Regions from separate parts of the Gossypium hirsutum genome. Here region 2 is linked to region 1. Evidence: chromatin contacts called from public Hi-C data. All regions are on one chromosome and are shown on one strand. The core of a region is the stretch at or near the end of the contact, and the rest is flanking DNA. Distances in the headings are between cores, read along the strand shown.

Region 1 (4,238 bases), core at 965-3,464:
TTGTATCTTTTGTGCTTCAAGCCTGCTTAAATGACTAGACAATTTACACAACTTGGTGATGATAACCACTAGGAAATTCATTTTTCTTGGGGACACCAAGATGCGGGGCAATGAAGCCCGGCAAAATTGCACAACTTAATAGTAAAGCATTTCAGTCTAATAGTAAAGCATTATAATTCCACAACTTAATAGTAAAGCATTTTCCTCCATGTCTCTCGCTTTAAACTATAAGACAAAACTGTTGTAATAACATCCACTCACCAAAGAAAAGAGAATTAAGAGAAACGGAAACTTATACAAGAGAGTCATTTCCAATAACACAAATTTTGAAACACTCACTTACAGTCAAAATAAAAGAAAACTTATCCAATCCAGACCTTCAAAAATACATACAATATATATACACCCACAAAGAAAATGCTTTTCATTCCAGAAGAATTTCAGACCAAAGAAAAGAGAATAAGAGAAACAAACATATAGGGTAAATAAGATCATATATGAAGAACCCTTCTCAAACAAGGATCACTCAAAAAGTTCCCAAACTTCTACCCCAGCACAATCTGCCTTACTATTCTACATCCTAGCATTTACTAGCAGTTACTTCTAGGCCAATTGAACTTTGAACTTCCTTTTCAAAGTTTTAGTCGTTGCCAAAAACAAAACAATGAATATTTGAGATGATAAATATTTTAGATGATAAGCTAGACCAACAAAAAAAGGCTATGTTTTGGCACCTTAAAGAGGATTGCACGATGCCTGCAAAGTCCAATGGATAGGCTGCCAATGGGAAGCACAATACACTTATGAAAATCCTTCAATCTCGTACTGACCAATTTCCAACGTTTGTGAATATCCCCTTGCTCCACCGGAAAAGTTCCCCTAAATATATAACAATTCAAACACAAAGGAAAATAGATTAAAAAATAGTGAAAAAAATTAACCCTTAAGGGAAAAAAGGGAGAACCCTACCCCATGTATATAGCAAAATTAAAACTTTTTTTGGTTCCTGATAAAATGAAGAGAAGGGGACTGCCTAACATTTCCAGAAATAAAAACTCTAACTCAAAAATTGCATTTACTTAAGCGAAAAGAACACCCAAAAAAAAGTTTGTCATCTTTTTCTCCAGTTTCTAAGTACCCAAACGTGAGTAACAGAAAAGTAAAATAATGAAAAATACGAGACAGCTATTTCATTTTAAGTCACAGAAACCCTAGAAAATAAAAGGTCTAACAGAAATAGTAGCAGCAGCCGCCGTGCAGAATGCTGAAGACCAAGCCGAATGCTGAAGGCGAACAGAAACAGTAAAGATGAATAAAAAGAATAAAAAAATGCTTACTTGAGAAACCAAGCCGAATGCTGAAGGCGAACAGAAACAATAGCAGCAGATGGGGAAATAAGAAGGAAAAAAGGGAAATAATATGAAGGGAAATAAGAAGGAAAAAAGGGAAACGCAGAGATGGAAAGGAAAGGAGAAGATGAAGCTGAGGGCAAAAAATAAAAATGGGAAAAAAAATTACTCCCGTGGAATGGAATGGCTATTCAGTGGTGAAGGAAGGGAATGCCTATTCAACATTTTCCGTAATAGAGCTGGAATGGATTCAGGCTGTAATGCCATTACAGCCAACCAAACTAACGTTTGGTGATGGGCCCACCGAATTGGGGGGAAATGCATTCCTATTCCCCAACCAAACATGTTGTAAGTGTAACATAAAGGATGCGTAAAGGGAAAGCTGAAGCGTGGAATTTCATTTCTCTCCTTATAACGAATATTCCTTGCTTTTCTTGATTCTACACTAAGTGAGCCCATTGGATGATTTAGCTTTAAGAAACCGAAAGACGACACCAATTCTTTTCTCTTGTACAAAACCCTTACTTGCCCACAAACTTAAATTAAAACTCAATAAACAAATCATTCTTTGGATCCCTTGATTTATTTCCTTGATAGAAAGTGAAATTTTGATTAATGTTAAAAAAAATTAAATTCTAGACAATTATAGTTAAAAAATAATATTTAAGAAATATAAGATTCAAATTTCAATATTTATAATTTTCTTCACATACTCATATAAGTAATGCTAGATGCAACAGAAAAATGAAACCGTGGCAAAGAAAATCGACTGGCCGGAAAGTGGAAACTACTATTTGATATTAGCCAGCATATTTTGACTAAAATCTGAGGAACAATAACTGGATGGCCAATGGGTGTCAAGTGTCAACTATAAATAATGCTTAACATCCAACTTTCCTAATCAATAATTTCATAAACATTTCTTGTATTGTTCAAAGTTGCCAATTCTGATATTGGTAATCCAATTAAAGAGATTGAAAGGATGAGTGTGGAAGTGTTAGACTGTGCCACCATTGTTAACTTCGTTGAAGATGAAGAAGCATTCAACATCTCAATACGAGAGCGATTTGCTCACCTGGACACCAACCATGATGGGCTACTGTCTTACACGGAGTTGTCCAAGGATTTGCAGAGTCTCAGGGTGCTCGAAACTCACTTCGGCATCGACATTAAAACGGACCCAAAGGAACTCGCTCACGTTTACGAATCACTGTTCGAGCAGTTCGATCACGACTCCAATGGGACGGTGGATTTAGAGGAGTTCAAGTTGGAGACCAAGCGGATGATGCTTGCCATGGCTAATGGGATGGGTTTTTTGCCTGTTCAAATGGTGTTGGAAGAAGGCAGCCTATTGAAGATTGCAGTTGAGCATGAATCCACCAAACTAATTGCTGCTTGAATCTCTTCAAAAACGTCTAAATCCTCACGTCTTGCAACAACTCATATTTTGTTTTGCTTTCTTTAATAATTAGAGATTTTGAGTTTGAATCTGCATCCATCTTTTTCAGCTTTGCAAATTTTGTTAAAGCAGTGTTATGCTTCGTCATCGTTTAAATGCAAAATTGTTTGTAGTTTTGAGATTTTTGGTTTATTGCCGATTAATTTAAGGTTGGATGTTTAAATGCAAAAATTTGTTTATTGTATTCGGAGATAAAATGTTTAAAATTTGTACAAACAATTACAAACCCCAAACATGAATAATGTAAAAAAAATATATTAACTAAATTATATTACATAATTAGTTTCTTTTATCCAGCATGGATTAATTGTATGTATTAATTAAATTAAATTATTTTTTAAAATTTTTCATAAAAATTGTTAAATTTGATCACGAAATTAAAATATAATAATATATAAGTTTAATTTTAATAAGATTATGATTGTTATTAAACTGAGTTTAAGTAAATAATTTTTTTGAAATAATTTTTAAAATATAAATAGTAAAATAGTAAATTATGTGAAATTCTATTTTAATATATAGTTTCTAATTTAATATTAATTATTAATTAGTGAAATTTTATCTTAATAGTGTATTTAATTTGTAAAAAAAGTGATTAACATAAAAAGATTTGTTTAAACAATTTTAACATTTATAATGGTTTATTATGTAAAATTGTAAGTTGAAATTTTAAATATAAGTAAATTGGAAAGACTTATTATGAAAATATAACTTGCAGAATACCATTGAAAATTATTTAAAAATGTGGAGGGGTTTATGTTGGAAATTTTCCTCTACATATATTTTCTTTCTTTCCTTGCCATATGTCAAATTTTTATAGTATGAACACATCTAAAACCTAAGGATATTGTAATATAAAATATATATTAGATTGGTTTAAAATTTGTATTAATTAATTTAAGATTTCACCAATAATTTAAGTACGAAATTACTACACAATAAGATAAAAAGTCGATTTTGTAAATCCTAAATAAGTAAAAAAATATATAAAACATATATTTCAAAATTGAATAACAGTATTGAAATGGAAACCTAAAAAAATCGCGTGAATTAAAAAATGGATAAAAAATTGTTTTCAACACTGTCATAACTAAAAAGAGTAACTAATTAGTGGTATAAACACCAAGTTTTTGTGCAAAAATATTTATATAAAAAATTTTAAATCATTGAATAGTAAGATTAAAATTTTAATTGTTTTGGGTTAAATTGTGTAAAAAATTAGTAATACATGCAAAAATTCGTTTAGAAAATATTAATATGTGTTTATTGACATTATTTATAAAAAGCAAATGGCACTTATGCCATTATTTATCTTAGGTTCTTTTGTGAAAGGAAGGAAAATGAAAAGGAAAAAAAAATCAATGAAGGTAAAACATCTGGATTTTAAATGAAGATAAAAAAGATATATTTTATTTTTATTTTGACCCTTT
Region 2 (4,222 bases), core at 684-3,183, 130 kb after region 1:
CCTCCTCTTACGTGGCAAATTCAACCTACATTTATTATTTTTTTAATCTCTAAAAAATATTTTAGTATACAAAAAGTATCACCACGTGTCATGATGATAGATGTGGTGCTTTTACCTTGCACAAATAAAAATGTGAACCATTTTTTAAATAATAAAAATTGTGTTAAAAAAAACCTAAAATATGAGGGCAATTTATCAATAAAAGTTTTTTTTTTAAAAAAAATTATCGAAATGGGCTAATTATTTAATTATTTACCGGAATGGTCTATTTTCCGTGAAATCGCGTCCGCGTCAGCAACTCACGCTGACGTGGATGTGATTTCGGCCCATGCGTGAACAGTACCCAACGGTCCAAAAAAAAAGGTATAAATCCCCCCTTTTTATGTGTACTTTATCCCTTTTTTTGGTATTTTGCCCCTAATAATACATATTAATGTATTACTGTAATATGTAGCTCAAATTATGTATTGTAGTTAATATTCATAATATTGTAGCTCAAATTATGTATTGTAGTTAATATTCATAATATTGTAGCTCAAATTGTCAATCCGTCTATACTATTGTACTAGTAATATATATTAATGTAATATTGAAAAGTTAATTGATTAAAAATAAATAAATGCAACAAGTACAAAAAAGATTCAAATTTATTGGCAAGAAGATTCAAACCAAGGTACTAAGGGAAAAGAGCAAGCATCTAAACCAACTAAACTAAACTAATTAATTGATATATTATAAAAACGTTGTTATCTTAATTATATTACTTATGTTCTAATGATTTATCGGACCTATTCCATACACGTGTCAAATCAGAAAAAATAATACAACAATTCTGTAAAAAATTCCGGTGTTTACTTCAAATAAATAAGGAAAATAATGATTTGAATGTTTCAAAATTCAATTTTAAACCGAAAAAATCAAAATTTAGAGGCAAAAAAGGATTTTTTTCGACGAAAACTGCGGCAAACCGCCTTCGGCTGTTTGTCAGCGCGTAGATCTCGAAAAGTTATTCGAAATCACAAAAAAATCGTCTCAATCGGACAATCAAGCCAAAAGTTATGGCCTTTCAAAGTTTTCCAAGCTAAAAAACATAAACTGTTCATGAATTATTGCTTCCACGTCAGCAAATCGCGCTTACGTGGACGTGATTTGTTGCCACGTAAGTAATCGCGCTGACGTGGACACGATTTGCTGACACATTCCCTGACATCGTGCTGACGTGGACACGATTTCGGAGAAAATGGCTCATTCTGGTAAATAATAAAATACTGGGTCCATTTTGATAAATTTTAAAAAATAGGACTTTTATGTGTAATTTGCCCGAAGTAATTTATCAGCCAATCTTCCAACTCAGTTTCAAATTCTGTACTTAATTAGTTGTTTGTTTGTTTTATGATTAAGATTGTAATTTTGGTTGTGAAAAACTAATTTTAAATACTAAAACTTTGAATTTTTTAATTATTAGATAATTATATAAATAAAGTAAAACACTTTGTTAGCAGGTTGCATGATTTGTGAGGATTTTTTGGACTCGACCATAAGATGACTGTTAATAATATTTTTATTTTATTATTTAGATATTTTTATAATAAGAAAATATTTCTGTTTTTGTTTGAAATGATATTTTGCTTAAAATTTGGCAAGTCTACCATAAGACTAGCTCAACTCAATTGTAGCAACTGCCAACTGCTGAAGGCCATAGACTTATAAATTAGTAACTACTCCTTATGGTAGCTCAAAGCTTTCTTTAAATCTCCATTGCCGAACACAGTTTGGATTCACCACTTTACCATCACTGCAATATCAGAAAAATCAACTAATCATCTTTTGTCCTACATTTAAAACAACCAATAAAAGCAAAACAACCTAATGGCCGTACCTAGAAGAATGATTATTTTCATCTTCATAACACTAATCCTCGGATCCTTCTTGGTTAAATGGCGATGGCTGCAACCTCGACAACCCCGACGAAAGCCAACGATCATGTGCTGATGTGCCAGAAGATGAGGATGATTTCGACGATACTTACAAGGTTGTCGACAACAAGAAGATTTCATCCGAGATGATTATAGTTGGAAAATAACTCTATGGCTTGCTGCTGCTGCTGCTGCTGCTGAAGTTAGTGATCCATTGTTTCCTTTTCTCCAATCCAAGCTTCTTTAGAAGCTCTACCCATGGTTCTAAAATGTTTTCAGTTGGCATCTTTAAGTTACTAGTATTTCCATTTTTCTTTTATTATTTTTCTCATGTTTGAAGGGTTTTTTTTACTTTAGTTCTTCCGATTGCATGTTGTTTTTTCGGCTTTATTTATGGGTTAGTTGAGTTTTGTAGATTTTAAAATAAAATAAATAAATACCCTTTTGTTAGGCGAAAAAAAAGTTGTTCTCTGTTTTAATTCTTGAATATCTAACTAAATTAGTACACGACAAGTAATTAATAAATAATTAAAATAATTCATTTTGTAAAATTATTTATTATATTTTTATAAATAAATGAATAATTACATAAATTTTGAAAAAAAAACATATAAATTTAAAATCTTTAATTTAATCATCTCAATCAAAACTTTATTTATTATATAATTTTTTAATAAATATATTTATTACATAATTTTTATATATATAATAATATAATATTAATGATCAAAATGAAATTACTAAAGTTAAATTCAAATTTTCATACCACAGTATTGGTAATAGATGAAGAGATTGTGGACAATAATATGAAATAGATTTAGAAAGTAGTGTAAAAAATATATCTTATTATATAGAATAAAATACAGTTCCTAAAATATTATTTCTTTTGTAGTTAAAATATATACCATGAAGTGAGTCGAATTACTGTTTAGCTAAAACATATTTTTATGTAAAGTTAATTATAAATATTATATACGGTAAACAGAGACTCCAGCTAAACCTGGGAAGAAAACAAACTACTAATGGATAAAAATTTTACAATAAATTAAATTTTTCGGATAAAAAATTATATAACAAATATACCTATTAAAATTTCATATAAATATTAGAATTATTTTGATTAAAATGATAAAAATAAAAGTTTTATGGGTAATATATGTAGAAGCTCAATTTCATCTAGCCCAAACAAAAACCAAAAAATAAATAAATAAAATAAAAAGTCCATTAATACTAAGTCTATTTACAAGAACACAAACCCCAACCCAAACCTGCTAACTGAACCCAATACACCCAAGCCCGAATACAAAAAAACTCAAAAGCCCAAAACTTAAAAATTTTTAAAAATCCTAATCCCTCTCGCACCGTGGTCTCGTCACGTCGGCAGGCGTGCCATTTGACACTTCCTCTGCCACTACCGCCGTTGACTTCGCCCTCTACCACCACCACTTGTAAAAGAGCAAGAAGACAAAAAAGCAAAAGACAGGAAAACAAAAATAGTGAACAAGCAAAAAGGAAAAAAAACAAAAACAAAGAAAAAAAGACAATATATTTGTATTTTGATTTGGCTATAAAAGCCAAACAAAAATCCTATGTGATTTTTTACACTGAGAAATCGAATTCAAAAAAGAATAGAGTTCTAAAAAATAATTTTTTTGTTCTTTTTATTCGAAGCAAACATAAAAAGAAAAAACAAAAAAAACAAAAACAAAAAAAGAAAAGGTTTTTACCTATTTATCGGTCACTATCACCACGGTGGTCTTCGCCGATTTGAAAGGTCTTCGAATCCAGTGGGATTCAACGAGGGCCTTGTCGAAAAAGATTGAAACTAAAAGGTTTATTTTTTTTCTTTTTTGGACGGCATTTTAGGGGTTTTTTTTACCCTAGATCCGCGGTCTATACGTCAAAGGGTCCAAAAGGAAAAAAAATTTTGGTACTCCGGCCACCGGAGGCGGCGGCCTTCGCCGCCGATGACCGATGGCCGTGGCAGAGACCAACTGCACTAGGGCTGGACGGAGGGGACATTTCAAAGACAAAGGGAAGAAAGAATTTTTTTTTTTACAAAAACTAAACTCAAATGATTTTTTATTCTCTATTTTTTTTACTTGTATAAGTGTCTAATACGACACCGTTTTGGGTTTGACTTCCAGGCACCCAAAACGACATTGTTTAAGGGACGACCCGAAATTCGACCCGACCCCTCCTAAAATCCGCGTGTTTTTGAAGGGAGGGGCTAATTTTCTGCTAAGTCCTTCCGCCTTTAAGGGTTTTTCAAAGTGGTCCTAATTTTGTTCTGTTTCCTTTTTTAA

What was found. Hi-C and Micro-C count contacts between places; a contact is called where the count stands out from the background.
Region 2: a Hi-C map of leaf shows a contact between it and region 1, with 1.9 times the contacts expected there. The contact joins the enhancer-like site here to the promoter of LOC107956748 in region 1. A contact is called at or near these places in 2 of 34 Hi-C or Micro-C datasets (leaf and petal).

What each region holds. Positions count from the first base shown.
Region 1 is chrD07:37,003,188-37,007,425 of Gossypium_hirsutum_v2.1, forward strand. LOC107956748 reads left to right here and starts at 2,215. Exons shown (of 1, transcript XM_016892288.2): 1 at 2,215-2,929. The coding sequence starts at 2,332. The coding sequence ends at 2,748. LOC107954704 (cytochrome b-c1 complex subunit Rieske-4, mitochondrial) reads right to left here and starts at 1,728. Exons shown (of 3, transcript XM_016890340.2): 1 at 1,338-1,728; 2 at 735-879.
Region 2 is chrD07:37,131,903-37,136,124 of Gossypium_hirsutum_v2.1, forward strand. No RefSeq gene overlaps it. Among protein-coding and RNA genes, the nearest start is that of LOC121219631, 16 kb to the left of the region's middle. Within about 2 kb of position 1,934, at least 1 of the 9 cell types and tissues checked has an H3K27ac peak or open chromatin away from gene starts, as enhancers often do.